7 separate regions of the Mus musculus genome follow, and regions 1, 2, 3, 4, 5 and 6 are each linked to region 7. Evidence: chromatin contacts called from public Hi-C and HiChIP or PLAC-seq data. All regions are on one chromosome and are shown on one strand. Each heading gives the region's core, a stretch centred on a gene start, on an enhancer-like site or on the middle of the called end of the contact. The rest is flanking DNA. Distances are from core to core; before and after follow the strand shown.

Evidence for each region. HiChIP or PLAC-seq counts read pairs in DNA pulled down with a chosen protein or histone mark. A called contact is a pair of places that touch in the nucleus more often than the background predicts.
Region 1: a contact with region 7 is called in a Hi-C map of the N1E-115 cell line, with 7 times the contacts expected there. The contact joins two enhancer-like sites. A contact is called at or near these places in 1 of 15 datasets of contacts at CTCF or cohesin (large pre-B cells), 3 of 484 Hi-C or Micro-C datasets (the G1E-ER4 cell line, the N1E-115 cell line and bone marrow-derived macrophages) and 1 of 115 datasets of contacts at active chromatin or transcription factors (acute myeloid leukemia).
Region 2: a RAD21 HiChIP or PLAC-seq map of pro-B cells shows a contact between it and region 7, with 18 times the contacts expected there. The contact joins two enhancer-like sites. A contact is called at or near these places in 2 of 15 datasets of contacts at CTCF or cohesin (large pre-B cells and pro-B cells), 2 of 484 Hi-C or Micro-C datasets (the G1E-ER4 cell line and bone marrow-derived macrophages) and 5 of 115 datasets of contacts at active chromatin or transcription factors (T-cell acute lymphoblastic leukemia, bone marrow-derived macrophages, extraembryonic endoderm stem cells and 2 more).
Region 3: a Hi-C map of bone marrow-derived macrophages shows a contact between it and region 7, with 9 read pairs. The contact joins two enhancer-like sites. A contact is called at or near these places in 1 of 15 datasets of contacts at CTCF or cohesin (large pre-B cells), 2 of 484 Hi-C or Micro-C datasets (bone marrow-derived macrophages and liver) and 5 of 115 datasets of contacts at active chromatin or transcription factors (T-cell acute lymphoblastic leukemia, acute myeloid leukemia, bone marrow-derived macrophages and 2 more).
Region 4: an H3K4me3 HiChIP or PLAC-seq map of bone marrow-derived macrophages shows a contact between it and region 7, with 12 times the contacts expected there. The contact joins two enhancer-like sites. A contact is called at or near these places in 6 of 484 Hi-C or Micro-C datasets (the N1E-115 cell line, bone marrow-derived macrophages, embryonic fibroblasts and 2 more) and 1 of 115 datasets of contacts at active chromatin or transcription factors (bone marrow-derived macrophages).
Region 5: a RAD21 HiChIP or PLAC-seq map of pro-B cells shows a contact between it and region 7, with 18 times the contacts expected there. The contact joins two enhancer-like sites. A contact is called at or near these places in 3 of 15 datasets of contacts at CTCF or cohesin (the NIH/3T3 cell line, large pre-B cells and pro-B cells), 12 of 484 Hi-C or Micro-C datasets (the AML12 cell line, the G1E-ER4 cell line, the N1E-115 cell line and 7 more) and 7 of 115 datasets of contacts at active chromatin or transcription factors (the NIH/3T3 cell line, T-cell acute lymphoblastic leukemia, acute myeloid leukemia and 4 more).
Region 6: a contact with region 7 is called in a Hi-C map of bone marrow-derived macrophages, with 12 read pairs. The contact joins two enhancer-like sites. A contact is called at or near these places in 2 of 15 datasets of contacts at CTCF or cohesin (large pre-B cells and pro-B cells), 3 of 484 Hi-C or Micro-C datasets (bone marrow-derived macrophages, embryonic fibroblasts and uterus) and 5 of 115 datasets of contacts at active chromatin or transcription factors (acute myeloid leukemia, embryonic fibroblasts, large pre-B cells and 2 more).

Annotation. Positions count from the first base shown.
Region 1 is chr15:62,221,503-62,224,202 of GRCm38.p6, reverse strand. The region is part of intron 2 of Pvt1 (Pvt1 oncogene); the gene reads right to left. Among named protein-coding and RNA genes, the nearest start is that of Pvt1, 180 kb to the right of the region's middle. Within about 2 kb of position 1,337, at least 62 of the 459 cell types and tissues checked have an H3K27ac peak or open chromatin away from gene starts, as enhancers often do. A contact at or near this core is called in the G1E-ER4 cell line, the N1E-115 cell line and bone marrow-derived macrophages, where this site is marked.
Region 2 is chr15:62,168,182-62,170,881 of GRCm38.p6, reverse strand. All of the region lies in intron 1 of Pvt1 (Pvt1 oncogene), which reads right to left. Among named protein-coding and RNA genes, the nearest start is that of Pvt1, 130 kb to the right of the region's middle. Within about 2 kb of position 1,396, at least 65 of the 459 cell types and tissues checked have an H3K27ac peak or open chromatin away from gene starts, as enhancers often do. A contact at or near this core is called in T-cell acute lymphoblastic leukemia and pro-B cells, where this site is marked.
Region 3 is chr15:62,137,836-62,140,535 of GRCm38.p6, reverse strand. The region is part of intron 1 of Pvt1 (Pvt1 oncogene); the gene reads right to left. Among named protein-coding and RNA genes, the nearest start is that of Pvt1, 100 kb to the right of the region's middle. Within about 2 kb of position 1,260, at least 73 of the 459 cell types and tissues checked have an H3K27ac peak or open chromatin away from gene starts, as enhancers often do. A contact at or near this core is called in bone marrow-derived macrophages, where this site is marked.
Region 4 is chr15:62,251,004-62,253,703 of GRCm38.p6, reverse strand. All of the region lies in intron 4 of Pvt1 (Pvt1 oncogene), which reads right to left. Among named protein-coding and RNA genes, the nearest start is that of Pvt1, 210 kb to the right of the region's middle. Within about 2 kb of position 1,368, at least 14 of the 459 cell types and tissues checked have an H3K27ac peak or open chromatin away from gene starts, as enhancers often do. A contact at or near this core is called in bone marrow-derived macrophages, where this site is marked.
Region 5 is chr15:62,326,991-62,329,690 of GRCm38.p6, reverse strand. No RefSeq gene overlaps it. Among named protein-coding and RNA genes, the nearest start is that of Pvt1, 290 kb to the right of the region's middle. Within about 2 kb of position 1,265, at least 150 of the 459 cell types and tissues checked have an H3K27ac peak or open chromatin away from gene starts, as enhancers often do. A contact at or near this core is called in the G1E-ER4 cell line, the N1E-115 cell line, the NIH/3T3 cell line and 4 more, where this site is marked.
Region 6 is chr15:62,111,362-62,114,061 of GRCm38.p6, reverse strand. All of the region lies in intron 1 of Pvt1 (Pvt1 oncogene), which reads right to left. Among named protein-coding and RNA genes, the nearest start is that of Pvt1, 75 kb to the right of the region's middle. Within about 2 kb of position 1,396, at least 19 of the 459 cell types and tissues checked have an H3K27ac peak or open chromatin away from gene starts, as enhancers often do. A contact at or near this core is called in bone marrow-derived macrophages, where this site is marked.
Region 7 is chr15:63,600,432-63,603,131 of GRCm38.p6, reverse strand. No RefSeq gene overlaps it. Among named protein-coding and RNA genes, the nearest start is that of 4930449C09Rik, 120 kb to the left of the region's middle. Within about 2 kb of position 1,386, at least 38 of the 459 cell types and tissues checked have an H3K27ac peak or open chromatin away from gene starts, as enhancers often do. A contact at or near this core is called in the G1E-ER4 cell line, the N1E-115 cell line, the NIH/3T3 cell line and 5 more, where this site is marked.

The DNA.
Region 1 (2,700 bases), core at 88-2,587, 1.4 Mb after region 7:
GCAGTGAGCTTTTCCTCAGAACAGGTCTCGGGGTCTGCATAAACTCTTTTCCTTCAGAAAGCCATGGCCTTGAAATTGAGACCCTCAAAACTAGTCATGGGAGAGATAGAAAGATCTGACATCACTTCATCCTGCTATAGACAAAGAAACTGAGGCTTTAAGGGGACCACTTGGCAAGTAACACAGGGATGGCACGTTCTGTGTAGACCTTCTGTGTAGATACTGTCTGAATTAGGAAAGTACCAGCAGTGTGTCAGAGGGAGAACAAACTCCAGGTCTGTCCTCCCGATAGAAGCTGAGCATTTCACAGTTCAGTCACCCTGTGGATGCATCCATACAACTCAACTTCCAGGACAGAGCACAAGGCACAGAGCCTCTAGGAAGCTGACTTGGGAGGAGCATAGAAGCGTTCCAACAGCTTGGTTTTAGTAGGAACAGAGATACCCTACCCTACAGAGCCATTGCATAGAAAGCCAGGCTTTGTCCATGCAGCAGGGGATTGCCTGTGCTCCTAGAAAGGGGAGCCTGACACAGGCTGGGGCTCCGCCTCCACCCAATGTTGGCCTGCACCATTATGAGGTTCCCCTCTTCCTTTCTCACTCCCCTCTGCCTAGTCGCTATCAGAGCATCCACATGCAAAAATCTCTAAAGGACCCACTTCTGACAAGGCAAGCCTAGCAGGCCTGGTTGTCATAAGAGATGAAGGCCAGCTGATGCCTGCAACAGCATCAGCTGTCCACTCCTAGGCATCAAGCCCTTCCCACCACCCACCGTGCCAGCCCAGGACATAGAGGTCTGGCAGCCATTGAAAAGAAAAGCTCCTATCTCTGACTCCTCAGCCTCTGATAAGAAATGTCATCCCTTGCTGGGTAATATTACTCTGCTAGATAAGGATCTCTATCTCCTCCAACATATGGCTCACTACAGAACACAGGGTCTGCTGGAGCAGGATAATTTATGCGCTTAAGCTGCAAACCCTGGGCAGTTTGAGAAGTGCATCGAACAGAACAAGAGTCAAATTATAACCTCTTCTGACCTGGCCTTGGGATTCCTCCCTGAGAAATGACAGCAACCTCCTCTACTCTACACACAATAAGCACTTTCACCCTCCTGCTGTCTCTAAAGGGCATTTGCACCAGCGTTATCAAGGCTCATCCTCACCAGGACCTCCAAAGCCGCACTTAAGTCTTCTTTTGCAGATCAGGAAATTGAGATTCAACAAGGGTGAGTAACACAGCCAAGGTCACCCAGGCAGCCGTACCCAGAGCACAGACTCAAACCCCAACAGATCTGACTCACCAGCACACTGTCAGATGGGGAGGCTGATCCAAGCCTCTGGGTTGTCTCTGCTCCAACAACTAAATCAATTAAGTCAGATCTGCCCAGGCTTAACTGGCAATGTCAGCTCCACACTGTAATCTCAAAGGTCCATTTCGATCATTCACCGCTCCTGATTTCTCTGAAGCCTGGGAAGGATGAGGAAGCCTTGTTGAGTCAAGATACTCAAGGAGAGGAAGGGGGCAGGGATGGGACCAGAAGAGGGAGAGAGGAGAGTGGGACTTAGATACTGGCTTCATGCACTCAAGGAGTAGAAGGTAGAAAGAAATTGCGGGAAAATTCTCTCTTCTCTATTGATTCATTCATTCGTTCATTCATTTGTTCATTCATTCGTATCCCTGGACAATCCATTACATGTCCATTCTGGCTTGGCCCTGGTAATCTCACTGTATCTGTAAGCAGTGCTAGACTAGACTTCATGAAAGACTGACAGGTCAGCGAAGAGACAGAGATAACAGAACATGACAGGGGTACCGTGTCTGCAGTAGATTGAATGGCTGATGTGGGGGACCGTGGCTGTGTGTTAAGGAGGAGATGGAAGTGAACCTCACACTCTGCTATTTTATACCCTCCTTTAAAAAAGCCAAGTCATCATGGCTAAGATTGGTGCTATTCTTTAGAGTGATTATTTCAACCATGTTCTGCATTGCCTCCAAGATCCATTAGTAACTACAATTGAACAATTTTAATTGACAAATAAAAATTACACATATTTATGGTATATATAATTGGTATATGGTATATATAATATGGCATATTTTATATATATATGCACATTGTAGAAGTCTAAATTCAACTAATTAATATGTGCATAAGTCATATACTTTTCTTTCCAGCTGACTCTTTTAAATAGCTATATAGCATTTCATTTTATAAAGATGTCCCAATTCAATAACCACAGCTAATAAAACTGAAGAGAGAAGTTACCCAGCCCTTCGCTAGGCAATCTCTAGGAGCTACTTCAGCTCCTTAGGGTGGCCGTACCTAAGACATCTTTCAGATATCCTTCAGATACATGAAGGATACAAGATGCGGTTAATTAATAACAGACTCAAAACCATCCTGAGTTATCACATTTGTAGAATCTCTCTTTGGTCCACTTGAAAGTGAGGAAAGTAAGAAAGGAGAAATAAATTTAGTGTTGTGGGTGGGCCACTTATGGAAAAAAGGACTAAGATGGGTCAGGGTGGATGGCTGGTTCTAATTTCAGTCTCTTTTACTACTGTCATGTGACCTTGATGTCATTGGGGACCTCAGCTTATCCCACGGCAGAGTGGAATAGGAATGGACCTGTCAGACAACGTCCATATTTGAGATTAAGCTGTATGTTTGATAGTCACACTGAGGAGTTATGGAAGCTAT
Region 2 (2,700 bases), core at 147-2,646, 1.4 Mb after region 7:
AAACACCAAAGAAATGAACACATTACTGTGTGAGCCAGCACTGAGCACGAAGCAGTAATCAGTCCCACGCAGCATCATGTTTCTTCCCTGGCACACAGCAGTCACTCATTCCTTGCACATATTCCTGTTTTCAGAAGATAGATGGGCTAAATCTTACAGAGCTGTCCAACCTTTTGCTATTGCGATATGATAGTGTCATCTATGAAAGTAGTGAACTGCATTAACAGCTATCGTAAGACTCAAGTGGCCTATTGGCCACAGGTTAGACACACCTGGTTCCAAATGGCTAAACTAGTATCCTGGGTAACACCTAAGGGTGTCAAAGATTTGATCACTAATTGGTGAGGTCATATATCCTTGACTCCCCAGCACAGCTAAAAAAAAAAAAAAAAAGCCATCGAGGAAAAACACCCTCAAGAAATGCAACTCAGGCAGTGTGTGAAGCCTTTCCTCTGCACAGCGGTGACCTAAAGAGAATGGCAGGGACTGCTATCAGTCCCAGTTAGGGCTTAAGAAGCCAAGGCTCAGAAGAGCCATGAACAGAACATTGGGGCTCCACAGAGGAGAAGCTCGGAGGGGTAGGGGAAGGTATAGCTTCTACAAACTGGGAACTGGAAGACGGGATGCTCTCAGGTCAGTGAGGGCCACTATGATTCTATGGAGAAAGGCTATTTGTCCCAAGAACTCTGGTTTCTAAGCCAAGCTCCCTGAGCAGTAGGCACACATGGGGTCAGGGTAACATCATGTGCGAAGAATGGAGCAGATAACAGGTGTAAACATGGTCACTGGTGAAACTGAGGATTCGGTGAAGTGTGGGAGGAAGAAGGGTCCTAGAAGGTCGATGGTGCCGGTAGATTTCCCTGAACCATGAGAAGCCCGTCATCTCACTGTTGTCCACCTCAAACTTTCCTTTTCATACCTACCCTTGCATTCACCTTTCTTTTATAAGAACCTTCCTACCATAGGGGTGTCAAGTGATGAAGTCACCACCCAAAGTAGTTTCATTTCTCCAACCTCAAAACCCTCCTTTCCTGCCGCACACTCACAGCTTGTCACCCAGAACATCAAAGCCATTGCTTTCCGGAAAGCTTCTCTGATCACCTGGGTGACTTGTGGAGATAAAAACAACCTACCCCACACTAGAGATCATCTACTTCCTGCTATGTCTTGGTCAAGGCAAGAGCTGGAAAATGGGGCCAGAGTGTACCAACAAACACTTCCCAAAGAGTTGTAAGGTCCCAACCCAAAAGCACTTTCTACCAAGGGCTCTTGCCAAGGCAGACAGTTGTACCAAGCTATCTCTGTCTTTTTCAAATAGAAACTATAATGGTCTCATGTTCACTCTGTAGAGTCTCTACTTACTGAACTGTAATGACAGCTCATTTGCATACAGGAAAAGTAAGTCAAGCAGTTACACACACTCTGGGCTGTAGTTTTTGGTGACTCACAGAAGAAAGCGTATAGATTATTTCCATTCGGCTCCATCCTCCAATTACTTAAGTGATGGAAAGTCACAGAGCCAATGGGACCCCTGGGGAAGTTCCAAGCTACTGGGAATTCAAACAGTTAATGTAAGTTTAGCAGGGAGTTTCCCGTGGTGCACAGGTGCACCATCAGGTGGGCCGTGATGGAGAGTCCCACCCCTGAGACACCTCGCACCTCATCTCAAGAAATGATCTTCTAGAAAGACAAGGAAATACCGAGTCCCAGGGCCCATGATCCAGGAAGTCACATCTCCAGGTCTACTCTTCCAGGAAGCCAGTGTTGAACCTACCTCATATTATAAACTTCCTATTTGTAGCCATGGTGCACGACTCGTATAAGGAGCTCAGTAGTAGAACATTGTCCAAATAGTAACCACTTGCTGAATGAATAGTGCTTGGGTGAAAACATTCCCTAAATACTGATTGCTTATTTTGTGCTAGGTACCATGCATCCATCATTAAAAACAGTTGCTTGGTACAACCAACTGACACTCAGCTGCCAGCTTCTTTGGAGACAACTTTAGCTGAACAGGGTCAGACTCAAGTATCCTTCCAGGCAAAGCTACATTGTCACTGATCAACCGTCATGCCACCACAATTCAGGACAGTTCTCAAAGAGCATTCTAGTGTGGTCTATGCAGAGCTCTCTCTGAGGCTATGCTATGCTCAGACACCTTCACAGCTTGATGGCTCCTTCCAATCCTGATTCCTTCCATGCGTTTCACAATTGTTGATCCCAATGTACTCCAGAGTAAGCATCCTGCTTATTAACCTACACACTGATACCTGCCTCAGAGAAAAATTCAGCATGTAAGATGCAGGATCTCATGACCCATCTGTGGTGGCCCAGGCCTGTAACCCCAGCATTCAGGCAACTGAGATATGACGATTAGTAATTCAGGCTAGCCTGGGTTAGATGGAAAGTTACAGGCCAACGAGGGTAGTTTTTTATTTGTTTTTGTTTTGTTTTGTTTGTTTTTTTACTTTGTTTATTTGGGTTTTTGTTTTGTTTTGTTTTTAATGATGGATTCTCAAGGCTCTGTGTTATCACATAAAAGCTCTAGTAAGGCAGGTAACATCCCTATAGATGAGGAAACAATGCATCGACAAGAGTATGGGATTCAAGGCTCACAACTATGACTAATGAGCAGGAGCTATGAAAAAGGTTCAGATCTTCATGTTTGTTGCAGTGTGTGCCTAAGTCCTAGGCCATTAG
Region 3 (2,700 bases), core at 11-2,510, 1.5 Mb after region 7:
ATGAAAATGCCTACCTTGGGGTTCAGCACACAACAGATACTGTCTAGAAATATCTAGAATAGAAAAATTGAAATATAGAATAACTAGAATAGAGAATAGAATATCTAGAATAGAAAAGACTGACATGTGTACACATGCATACACAGACAGACAGACAGACAGACACAGAGACAGACAGACAGAGATACACCTAGCTGGCCTCTCTGAATAGGCATCAAATTAACCTGTAGAAGAACAGTGAAGACAGGTGAATGTGCTGCTGTCCATGCAATCAACGAGCTAATAGGCACCCCTGCTTACTTCCTTCTTATTGGGGAGGGGGTGGGGGAGACTTAAATGAAGAAAAGAAAATTTAAATAGGGACAGTTGGATCCCAGCATATGCAGCATATGCAGAAGCAACAGCAGCACAAACAGAACAAAACTCCAGCCCTGCCTGCCCCAGAAGTGACTGTCAGTCAGTCCTACCCCAGCACTGCTTCTCCAGGGAGCAGCTGGCAAGCCACCATCACGAAGCCAGCAGTCTGTATGTTGCAGGCCCACAAATCCCAGCTCTCAGGATACGAAGCAGGGAGGATCATTTCACAGTTATCCCTCGACTACACAGTGAGTTTGAGGCCAGCCTAGGTGACACGAGATAGGGTCTCTGAAACATAAAATGAATTGAAAATCACTTTAACTTTCCCCACATCCCTCAAGAATAGATTCTCCCTCCCAAGAAGGGAGTCCCCATAATTTCAGGAAGCATCTAAAGACTTTTAAACCTTACAGAGCTCGTAAAGACAATAGTCCAGAATTTCCAGCTCAAAGCTTGGGAGAAACATTTGCATTTGTCTTTTCCTCAATTGAAATTCTCAAGGTAACTGAACCAAGGCTGCTCATCTCTCCTCTCTTTCTCTAGAATGCCCATCGTGACGGCTCAGGGGCACCCTCAGGCAGCTTCCCTGCCACTCAGATCTCAGACACCCGAAGCAGCACAGGGAGGTGGTATTCCTAGGAAATCTGTGTGACAGAAGCAGGAAGCAGGGCAAAGTGGCCCTGCCGAGTTTTCCAGAGGAAATGAGTCAAGGGGTGTTATGCAGTCACACATGGCCAGGCGAGGAAACGGCATTGTCTGGGGACCAGCACACAGAGCCTTATATAAGGGGCACCCTCTCACTTTCTGGCTGTGGCCGTATTTGGGGATTGGCAGACCCATGAGAAGGGGCACCTCTGGCCTATGTAAACAAGAGCTGCATTAGGGTGGCAGGCAGAGGTCTGGGTGTGGATTCTCACTGGCTCAATGCTAGGGAGGAAACTGACTCACATGTCTTCATGCTGAGCCACACACTGGTTAGGCTGCTGCTCTGAGGACAGACTACCAGTCTCCATCTGCACAAAGTATGCCTTCAATACATGCCAATCTGGGTCCTAAGGAAAAAACACGGTGCCACCCTATCACAGACAGAGAAGTAAAGCAGAAAGACACAGGGTCCTAAGGCTGCAGGAAAGTCTGGCCAGGGGTCCCTGGCAGTGTAGGAGAGGAAAACAAATGGCTGGAGTTCACAAGACATCTTCGAAATGAGCACACCTTCTCACAGAAATGAGACATCTTCGAAATGCCCCACAAGCAGCAAGCACAGAGAGACAGGAAGTCAGAAACACAGCAATCCTGCTGCATGAACCAGAGTGGCCCCTTACCACATTGAGCAGATTCTACAAATCCAACGGAATCAATTCAGTGGATGCAGCCCTTGATATAGTACAGAAGAGGAGAGAGAATCAGCTGCAAAGAAAGGGATTCTCTGGAAGGCCGCACGTGCAGACCAGCTTTGCAGCGCCCACACATACATGTGCAAACACATACACCTTCTTTTCAAAAGCTGAAGCCAGGTCTCTGGCTGAACTCAATCCTCCATGGACTTTGAAGAATCAGCATTGAAGCCGCACAGTGCTTGTGTGCGCCTTTAATCCCAGCACTGGGGAGGCAGGGGCAGGTGCATCTCTTGAGTTTGAGGCCAGCCTGCTCTACAGAGGGAGTTCCAGGACAGTCAGAGCTACACAAAGAAACCCTGTCTCAGAAAGAAAGAAAGAAAGAAAGAAAGAAAGAAAGAAAGAAAGAAAGAAAGAAAGAAAGAAAGAAAGAAAGAAAGAAAGAAAGAAAGAGGGAGGGAGGGAGGGAGGGAGGTAGGGAGGGAGGGAGGGAGGGAGGGAGGGAGGGAGGGAAGGAGGGAAGGAAGGAAGGAAGGAAGGAAGGAAGGAAGGAAGGAAGGAAGGAAGGAAGGAAAAGAAAAACAAACAAACAAAAAAATCAGAATTGAAGCCAGGTTTGTTTGAGGTTTCATCAAAGGGAAAAAAAATTCAGAGAGTTTTAGAAAGTTGGAGGTGCAGGACAAAATATTTGGTCCCTGTGTCATGTTAGCAGAGAACCTGACCTCATGCCTCATCACTCCTGTGTGCTGTGTATGAGTTTCCCACCTCAAGGACCCTGGGAGAAGTCTACTTCAAGGTAAAATCTAAGGCAGACACTGATGTGTAACTGACATCTGTCAATTCCCGCTCAAGCTCACAGCTATCTGGATTTCAGTTTCGGAGCCCGTCCCCACATCTCTGCGGACTCCTTCCTTCTGGCCCTATTCCAGCATCCTGCCTTAGCTCTCATGATCTTGCTATATCAGCCCTTTTTATCGAAGCATGGCTCCCCGTGTGAGCTGTCAAAAGC
Region 4 (2,700 bases), core at 119-2,618, 1.3 Mb after region 7:
AAGAAGAAAGTCCCTGCATCAGAAGAACCAGACACAAAGCTTCCTTAGCATATAGCTCATGGACAAAAAAGAAGTCAATTTTAATGATGTCAGGTAACAGCCAGGTTCTATCATACCCCAGCCACAGAACTACGGGCAAGAACCTCCGCACATTTCCTCATCTGTAAAACTGTCTGATGGGTCACAAAAAGGGCTATGATGACGATCACAAGCTATAGGAGATGGTTGGTGAAGACACTCAGCAAGTGCCTTTCAAATAATATCACTGGGTACCTGATATGCAATCTAAGCAAGCACACTTCCTTATGGCAGTCTGGGGATGGGGTAGATTCTAGAGTTATTTAATGTTGCAATGGTGAGAAGCTGAGAAATGTGCCCAGGCATTCAAACTGTAAGTTGTAGTGACCGGGCTGACATGCAGTCTGACCCCAGAGCTGCAGACACTGTCAGGAGGTTGGGCATGATCCAGAGATGCCACCACCCACACTGCTTCAGGGAGCCAATGCCATTTCTGTGCAGGAACAAGGATCTAGAATTTCCCATCAGAGTTGAGTCTGTACAGATTTCTGTTTTGTCAGTATTGGTGGAAAGCCTACATTGTTGGCCATAAGGAGATGCTATATAGAAGACTGTTTGCCGGGTGTGGTGGTGCATGCCTTTAATCCCAGCACTCGGGAGGCAGAGGCAGACGGATTTCTGAGTTCGAGGCCAGCCTGGTCTACAAAGTGAGCTTCAGGACAGCCAGAACTATACAGAGAAACCCTGTCTCGGATTTAAAAAAGAAGAAGAAGAAGAAGTCTGTTTTGACTGGTCTGTCCGAACAGCTATAATAGCGAGAAACTTTTCTTCCCAGTCTTGGGAGCATGCCCAGTAGCACAGTGCTGTTTTTCAATGAAGTAAATTTTTATAATTAAGCAGTTGACTTGGATAAGACTTAACATCTCTGGTCCCAGGGGGATAACTTTTACAGTAGAATCAACATAATAAAGACCCCTGAGACCAGGCTAACTACTGTGCTGCACGGAACAGCTAGGATTCAGGTGCATATATTTCTGTGACCAGAGGGGGCTGGAGAGATGGCTCAGTGGTTAAGAGCACTGACTGTTCTTCCAAAGGTCCTGAGTTTAATTCCCAGCAACCACATGATGGCTCACAACCACCCATAATGAGATCTGATGCCCTCTTCTGGTGCATCTGAAGACAGCTACAGTATACTTACATATAATAATAAATAAATCTTTAAAAAAAAAAAAAAAAAAAAAAAAAAAAAAAAAAAAAAAAGGAAGATGTGACCAGAGTCTCTTCTGCACTCTGGTTGGCATCTCAGATGGAAATGCCAGTTCATGTCCTAAAAAGGGAATGTCATAAGAAGCAGAAGGAAATGGGGCTTGACTGGTCATCATTGCCACAGACAAGCTCTTGCTAACAACAGCTCAACACAACCTGATTTAGAGATCTGACTTCATCCTTCTCACAGAGCACAGTTTGGCTAAAGAGCCATGAAGCAATGCCATTTGACTCCTTCTAGTTGGCAATGGTCCAAGGAGATCACTTTCTGGCCCAGATCACAAGCAGTATTATACCTCGGTGTTACATTGTGGAAAATGGGGCAACAGTTATACATCTCTGATACAAAGCCATATTTCTTCTGATCTCTCCATTTATCACAAACTTGAGTCTTCAGGCTTTTACTTTTCATCTGGGCACAGCCTTGTCTTTGTGCTCATCAGCCTTCTAATCAGAAGTTTTCAGACATGAATCTTTTGAAAGGAGAAGTATCCTCCAATCAGAGGCAGGCTGTAGTTTCACTGGCAAGATTTGTTTCTCTCTCTGTAAGCATAAATTAATGGAGAGCTACACCTTTCTTTTCTTTCTTTTTGGGTGGCGTCTAGATTGGAAGAAACATAGTAGCTGCTGCAAAGCCTGTTGCATTTAAACAAAACTTACTTTCAGACTGATCAATGGCAACATCTACATGAGTACTCCTAACACAGAGGTGAGAAGTTTGATGTGCTTAATACTGAAAGTCATTTGCCCAGTTGCCTAGTGTGCAGGAGAATTACAGTGGGGACTGCATTTCATTGCCGAGTACAAATTATGGCAGAACTTGGTGTTTTAAAACACCAGTCATTTCGTACTGCTTGTCATGATTTTGGTCAGGAATCTGGGAAGGACTTGGTGGGGTGGTTCTCACTGGGGATTTCCCATGCCCTGGTACTCACATGTCACTTAGATTGTGGTCATACAGAAATGCCAAAGGCCTAAATAGTCAAGATGACCATCGCTGGCAGGGAGCTAATCCAAGGCCATAGCTAGGTTAAGAGTGGCTCTTCAGCATCACCCTCACCATGTTCTCCTGGTGCTTCTACTCCAAGAACACAAGGCAGGAGCTGCATACAACAGTCACCAGTCTGCACATATTTCAAGGAAAAGACAGAACTCCTGTGTTCCAATAGAAAGCCCATAAATGCCAAGCCATTCTGTCCATAAACCCCCATAGAAGAGAATGCTGCTTAGACTAAGACTGCTCAAAGATACCTAGGGAGAGAGGAAGGGAGATTATCTAATGAGTGCAAGGTTCATTCAATCACCTCCACAGCATCACCAATGTACTCATTTCCAAACATTTCTTCATCTCTGGTCCTTGTGTTGAGAGCATATCCAGAACTCTTCAAGAAGTCGTCTCAAGGCCCATTTCAA
Region 5 (2,700 bases), core at 16-2,515, 1.3 Mb after region 7:
AGAGAGAGAGACAGAGAGAGAGACAGACAGACAGACAGACAGACAATCAGAAAGGCTGATGATATAATGGTATATTTGGGAAACTATTTAAGAACACATAGAGGCCTACAACCCTGAAAGGACATCTGTTTCAATCCCCTTACTTTATAGTTGAGAATATCAACACTATGTAAGAACAAGGGCACAAGAACTCCCTGCCTGAACTCCTCAGGGAGAGATTGACACCAGTAGGACCCCTGGTTTCTGATACCCACTTAGCTCCTTGCTTTTTCTGAGATTTCATTCCATGTCACAGGCAGGCTTTCGACTGCCCTTCCTCAAATCAAAGGAAATATCTGTTCCCCACCAAGCAGATTCTTGTGAAAGAAATCTTGTGAAAGCACCTCTCATCTGTTTTCCCTCTATCTGTGCATTGATGGAGGTCAAGTGAAGGTCAGGGAATGCCCCGATGACTGGACTTCTGGGTCTCCACACCCAAGAATGCAGCCAAGCTTCAAATAAATCAGACTGCGAGCAAGAATTCAGACGGGCTCCCCCAAGTTCCAGGCTTCCTTTTCCTGGTAGAAGTCATCAGCTGTCTTGTTGCTAGGAGACCAGTGGAGGTGGAAAGTAAAATAGCCATAGTTTTCTAACTTATCTGAAAATGCAGTTTGTCTTTGCTCCCTTGGGGGTTCAGCTTCCTTAAGAGCAGGCTATCACAGCCAGGCAGAGAGAGACCTTTCTTCCTTCCTTCCTCTCTTTCTTTCTTTCTTTCTTTCTTTCTTTCTTTCTTTCTTTCTTTCTTTCTTTCTTTCATGAAATGGATAGAGCTTTTCCTGGGCATAGAGTGTCATACAGCAGAGACCAGGGAGCTGCCAATTACTGATGCAATGTTTGGGAAAGAGTTGCTGAGCACACATGACTCAACAAAATATGACAATTTGCGTCCCTATCTCTTGGAAAGTTGTACTTATCAGAACCAATAAGAGCGGTGCGGTCAGTAAGCACACGGAGCTGTATTTATCATGAGGGAATTGAGTAGGAATTAAAGCCCCGAGGATTGTGAGTGGAGGAGATGATTTGAGTCACTATCTGTCCGGGACTTTCCTTTTCGGTGGCATTCCAATAGCACAGACCTCACCCTGGCAAACCATAGCATTGCTCAATATTAAAAACATTTGCCTGGAATGCAGGACATGTGAACTCAGACACCCCCTACAGCTTCACAGTGTGATCCCAGCATGCTGCATTCACTGTAAACACCACGGCTTTCAGGAGAACAAGGACAGTGCCCAGAGGTGACACAAACCACAGGCAGAGAGTGTGGCAACAAGAACCTTCCCAGCCTTCGCACAGCACTTAACACCACCCCACTGATGACCCTGGCAGAGATGGAAAGGGATCCCATGGGAGGAAACCAGTGCATTCTTTTACCCTTAGAAGAAAGTAAGAATGGAAACTGATTTCCTCTTTCTCTGGTGGTGTGCTTGGTTGTCTGAAGCAGAAAAGTATAACTGAAAGGAAGGAAGCAAGGAAGCAAGGAAGCAAGGAAGCAAGGAAGGAAGGAAGGAAGGAAGGGAGGAAGAGAGAGAGAGAGAGAGAGAGAGAGAGAGAGAGAGAGAGAGAGAGAGAGAGAAGAAAAGAAAAGAAAAGAAAAGAAAAGAAAAGAAAAGAAAAGAAAAGAAAAGAAAAGAAAAGAAAAGAAACGAAAAGAAAAGAAAAGAGAAAAGAGAAGGAAGGGAAGAAGGGAGAAAACAAGGAAGGAGGGAGAGAGGGAAGTAAGGGGCCACACAATTTACTCCCAACAAACGTTAGGAGAGTAAATAATGAGGTCATCAAACTCCCCATCCTTTTCTTGTCTAGGGATCCTCCCAGTTCAGCTGAGACAAAGTAGCAACCCTTGTTAAACTTGCTAAACTGTGAGTGAGAATATAACTCTGCATACTCTAAAGCCTATTTAATCTGTGCAGTGTCTGCCAGAGCTCAGGGGTTTGCCAGTGCAGGGCTAAAGGCAGACACAACATTTCTGACTGACTACAGCAGGTCACTGCCCACCCTGCCCCCACCACCACTTTCAAAGTCAGAAGAGAAACTCTCCTCACACACTGCTGACTGCTCAGGCCAGCTGTCAAAGACGATGTCCACTCTTTCACACAGGACAGCAATTAGCCAAAATCATCCCAAATTGCTGCCACTGAAAATCTCTAATTGCCCATCGGGGTTTGTGGTTTTGTCTACAAAGAGAGTCATACAGAAGGGGCAACTAAAGGGCTGTGCAATGAGGGTTTCTAGGCAAGCTTAAGCATGCGTCTTCCGAAGCAGAGGGTCAAGCTCAGGAAGACGAAAGACATAGAATGTAAAGGTGACCTTTATAGTCTCAAACTCTGGAGGAAGTAGAGAAGCATGAGGTCAGAAGACAGGCTCATAATCCCACTGACATTGGCAGATCCCAGCACAGTGTTGGTTGTAGACTATGTGACATAGTCACTATATTTAAGGAAGAATCAAAATGTGGCGTCAACAGAAGAAGTGTCACTTCTGGAGTTCACTCATACCCATCATATATGACCTTGGGTAAGTCAAGGCTTCCTCCTGGGACGATCTTGTCCTTCTTCTTAGATTTTCCATGTTGGGTTCCTCCCGTGTGAAATGCCTCTCCAGCATTTCCTAGGAAACTGTTATCCCCACTATTCTGCTTTGCTCCTGGTGATGGGATCACCA
Region 6 (2,700 bases), core at 147-2,646, 1.5 Mb after region 7:
ATCAGACTGGCCTTGAATTCACAGAGAACTATCCACCTCTGCCTCCCAAGTGCGGGGACTAAAAGTGTGCCCCACCATTATCAGATGGTTCTAGGTTTTCTAATACTCCATCCAAAGAATTATTTTTACTATTCTACATCTCTTCATGGATCCTAAACATATAACAAAGAGTTTCTGGTGACCAAGGGTGAAAAGGAGTCTGCGAGTTTGTGGCTGGCTGTTTATTTGGTCAAGTCATCAAGTGTTGCTAAATTGTCCAGAGCCTTGTCTCACTCCAGAGAGCCAAGTACCAGGGAGAAGAGGCCCATACTCACCCATTTTGACCCAGGTTTCCAGTGGCCACTGCCTAGTCCCACTCCATATCAGGCAAGATCTTTGGTGCAGTGACTATAAGCCTTACCGTCACCCAAACTCAGTCAGGGCTTGGCCAAAGGCTGGGAGGTTACACAGATGACTGCTTAGAATCTCTTGCCTTTGTCAGCGCTGGAATCCCACAGGCTAAATATTCACAGGAAGAGGGGGACTGTGTTGTGGTAAATATTATTTGGCGGTTTCTACCCCGCCTTAGGTGATTTGGTTTCCAAAGAAAAGACACAAAATATTTGTATTGATAATAAGCCTTAAAGCATAAGAGCTGGGAAGATACCAACCCTCTATGCTAGTTGGTCTACTTTCCTGTCAGTAACCCCAAGATATCACTTGCCCTGTTGTGCCTGGGCTGCTCCTACACCAACTAGTCATGTGCTCATGATCCACCTACCCCATGGCATCCTCTCTCTCTCTTTATCTCTCTGTCATCTCTATCATCTCTGCCTCAGTCCCCAAGCCCTAGAACCAAAGCCCCCTCCCCGACCTTTCTTCTGCCCAGCTCCAGGCTGTAGGCATCTTTATTAACCAATAGCTTTAAATTAGGGAGCAAGGTTTGCACAACAAAAGCTGACATATGTGTCTAGAGGCAACTAGACATAGGGATACAGAATTTAGAATTACAATACATAGCGACAGACCCAACCACAACAACGGTATGATCCTCACCCCTGCAGGCCAGTGCTGGAGAAGTTCACCCTCCCCCTGGATCTCGTGTGGGAAGGAACTAAAAAGCAAACACTAGCTGACCCGGCCCTGGTGCAACTCAGCTTTGCAGATGGACAAAGCAGAGCTCAAAGAGCTTAAGAAAGCAGAGGGAGAGCAACCAGCTATGAAACTGAAGGCTTCCAAACAGGGTTAATTTTGCTCCAAAGGAGCATTGAGCTCTGGATGCAATCCAGGACTCAACACTATACTTAAGAACAAACACTCTAACGTGCCCTTGCTGAATTATCACTACGGTCTCTCCCTTGCCAGTCCCCTATCCCAGCCAAAGTACATGTACTCTCTGTCAATATCACAGCTTAAGACACAGTAGGCATGAACTGACCGTGTGAAGGCCTTCTTTATGTTTCCTGTGAAACCCAATGAATGCGCTACCCATCTGCTGTTTCCACAGCTTCATACAAATATTATATCTCATGACAAACCCTATCCAGTGTTTATGATCCAGGAGAAATTTCTTCCAAAGATAAACAGGTTTCCTCATTTAAAGCAAGAACAAACGACAGCTTATGGGCCCTTGGCCAGGTCTTGTAAATAAAGTTTTATTGGCACACAGCTACACCCACTCATTTACATACCACCAATGGCAGCTTCCCAGCAGTCTCATTGGGCAGATGAGCAGTAGAGAACTGCAGGGCTCCCAAAGCTGAAAATATTTACTTTCTAGCCCTGGGGAGGAGAAGTTTGCCAAACCTTAATTTAGACAGAAATATAACCCACTCAGCATGCTGTGGTAACTAGGAAACCCAAAGCTAGATTGAACATTAAATTTCCGTGAGTCATGACACATCTTCAGCATTTTCTTATTTCTCTGTGTCTGCATGTTTTGATCTTCCAATTCTACTTCAACAATTTACTTAAAAATAACTAATATTCCCTGAATAGATGTTATATGTCCCCAAACAACCCGCTGACTCAAACGCTCAAATGTGTGTTTTATTTCATTCTCACTGTACCATTGTGGGGGAGATAACAGCCTCCAATCATTGAAAAGAAATGAACGAGAAAGATATGAAGCCACCAGTCAAATGCACAGTGGGAATATTTACTATGCCATGAGTCAACCTAGGGTAATGGAGGGGTTGACTGAAGCACACTAGGTATTCAATATGCACAACAGAGTGGACAGGACCCACACAGTGCCTGCAGTGGCAGCATTCCTCACATGATTATAAGTTACTCTCAGGAGCTGGAAGAATGGCATAGTGGTTAAGGGTACCGGTTACTCTTGCAGAGGACCCTGATTCAATTCCCAGCACTCACCTAACTCAATTCCAACACTCACATGAGAGATAACCACTGCCTATAACTGCAATTCCAGAGTATACGGAGGACTGCAAGCACTGCATGCACGTGCTGTACAGACATGCGTGTACATGCTGTGTAGACATACATGAACATGCTACACAGATATACATGGAGGTAGAACCCCACACACATAAAACAAGTGTGGTTTATGCATAATAAGCATAAAAGCATACATAAATAAGATGTTCTCCATAGGTTACAGAATGTGTGTGTGTGTGTGTGTGTGTGTGTGTGTGTGTGTTGCTGCAGATCAAGCTAAGCAGCCATCTCATAAGGAATCTTCCAGATTCAGAGGGAAGC
Region 7 (2,700 bases), core at 137-2,636:
GTCAGTAATACTTAAAATTGACTGGCAGATTGATGAAACATTTGACCCTTTGATTTATCCAAAATTTCAACCCAAATCTACTATCTTGATTCTTGGCTCTAGAAAATGTGGGAGATTATGAGATAGATAGAATTTTTCGCTGGCCTCCAGAAGCAGAAAGTCCATGTGTATAGATAGGTTTTTTTTTTTTATATCAAAACTTAACAAAATTTAAAAAAAGATGGAAAAGAATACATTGAGTGAGGGAAGCTCTAAGAAAAGGGTACCAAAGGTGCAGTGACCACACAGAGAATGAGTAGAAAGGCAACTGCAAATTCACTTTCAGTTTGTTATTACTTAATCCTCAATGTCTACTCAGGGGTGCCATTTTGGGGCATTTCTCATAGTCTCCTAACTATGTAAGATGCATGAGGACAGTGGCTGTGAATATCATGGCATCACTGTCTCCTTGATGCCTAACCACAGCTCATTCAGAATTCACACTTGCTAACTGACTGTGCATACAAGTGTAAACTAACTGTGAATGCAATGGTAAGTGATAGCATGAATATGGACAGGCTATACATTGGTGAAATGTTTAGGATTCTGGCCTACAGACTTGCTTCTGGAAAAGAGATTTTCTTTTTTAGTTTAAATGCCCTGAATTGTATGTAGCCACATTGGCACCTTTCAAAAGGTAAAGGATTCTTAGACTGTAAGCGTATATACAGTCAGAAAAACTTTCTCCAGCCTCACTGGATTTATAGGGTGAGAAGAGTTATGTGAATCTAGGCCAGAGGCCAAAGTTCCTCATTTCTTCCATCACTGGCAAATTAGGGCCTCAACAAGATATGAATACGTCTGACTTATAAAAATCTGCCCTTGAAATACCAACAGCCCAGAGTCTCTGCTTGCTCTGTTTTCTTCCCACAAGGTCCATGGCATCTGGCTGCTTCAGGCACAGGTCAGTCTCTTGATACAGGTACTTCCAGTATTACTCCACAAAGTCTGTCTCTGCTACTTTCTAGCTGTGTGGCCTCAGCTGGCTGGCGTTACCCTTTAGTGACAAGATGAAGCAGTGAGGACTTCTGATGTCCACCTCAGCTTGAGTGTCAAGAAAACTGAGATCTAATTCAGAGAGAAACCTTAGCTGGCATTGTGATTTATTAGTGGACACATCTGCGAGAGGAAATTTCTCCATCCTTCTAGAAAGCGAGTCTCATTTTCACGTTAGAGCACCAAGGGCAGAGGCTGTATTTTTCTCTGCCCCTATGATGCTTGGACAGTCAAACCCTCAACGAATGTCCTTTAGAGAGGGAGCTTTGTCTGTCTTAAGGTGCCAAGGTCTTGTCTACCGAAGACCCTGTAGGGACTGTCTGTCCCCTGGTGTCCTCTAGATGGCAAGCTCAGTCCAACTTTGGAGTAGTCAGTGCCTCAGGCTGGGCAATACCCTGTCACAGAGTCCTTTATTGGGAATCCAGTTTCATCCAACGCACAATCTTCAGAATGGCTTCAAGGCTCTGCAAATTTTAGGTATGCAGGTTGGATTCCTTCCTTTGCAGGGAGATGATGGGTGTGGCTCTATAAATCTCCCACCTCCCTGATAGAGATATCTGGTAAGAGACAGATTGGATGAAAGACATTGATGACAGCCTCATATGGACTTTCTCAGTTAAATCTCACCACAGCCTACAAAATAACTGGTGGAACTATTTTTCCTCTAGCAGTCACATTCATGTACGTGATCAAACAGCTATTTCTGCACAGCTGGCTTGCTATGCCACACTCACAAAGGTGTAAGTCTCTTGCCCCAGACAATTTCTGTCTTCTTAGTGTTTTACTCAAGAAGAGCAAAGGTCAAAAAAAAAAAAATCAAGGGGGACTATGATCATCTTAATTAATTTTTTTTAACATGTGAGATAATATGGAGGGGATAGTCAGCTTGAGTCAGTGGGGCTGCACTAGTCTGAGCAGTGAGGACCAGAGCCTGAAAGTTTTAACAGAATGGGGTTTTATGTGTCAATGGAATTCTGTCTCAGCTTCCAGAGAGTCTGGTTCACAAGACACAGTCCACGGCAGACATTATAGATGCTTTCTGGCTTGCGAAATGCTTGTCTGCAATTTCTCCAGAAGCAGACTACTACTCTCTTTCTCTCTCCCACATAGTTGAGAGTTGGCTCGTCCTTTCTGGAGAAAAGTAACTGGGGAAACCCATCAATCTTATATTTATACCATTCAATATACATTCATATCCATTTAGATCTATTTAACCTTAATTTCTCTTAAAATATTCCTTATACCCTTTTACATATTTTAAATCCATTCTGACAATGTGCATCTTCAGAACATTAGTTTACAATATATATCTTACTTTCTTTTTGTTTCAGTCTATGCTTTTCCTTGATATTTTATCTAATTCTTTCTTTTGCTTCAAGGATTCTGGAATTCTGAGCTCAGGTCCTCCTGTATATGCAGCAAGCATTTTACTCATTGAGCCATTTCTCCAGCCCTTCTATTTGAAAATTGTATTACTTTTTTCTCTTATGAAATTGTTTATTTTGTTATACATTTTATTTTATGTATGGAATAAAGATACCAATGCTTGGGCCATTTGATAAGCAGGATTTGTAAATTGTTCCCTAAAATTTCTTCTACATATCCATCAAATATATATTCTATGTATAAACCCTCCCTCGTAGTGTAAGCTCTAGTTGTATTGGG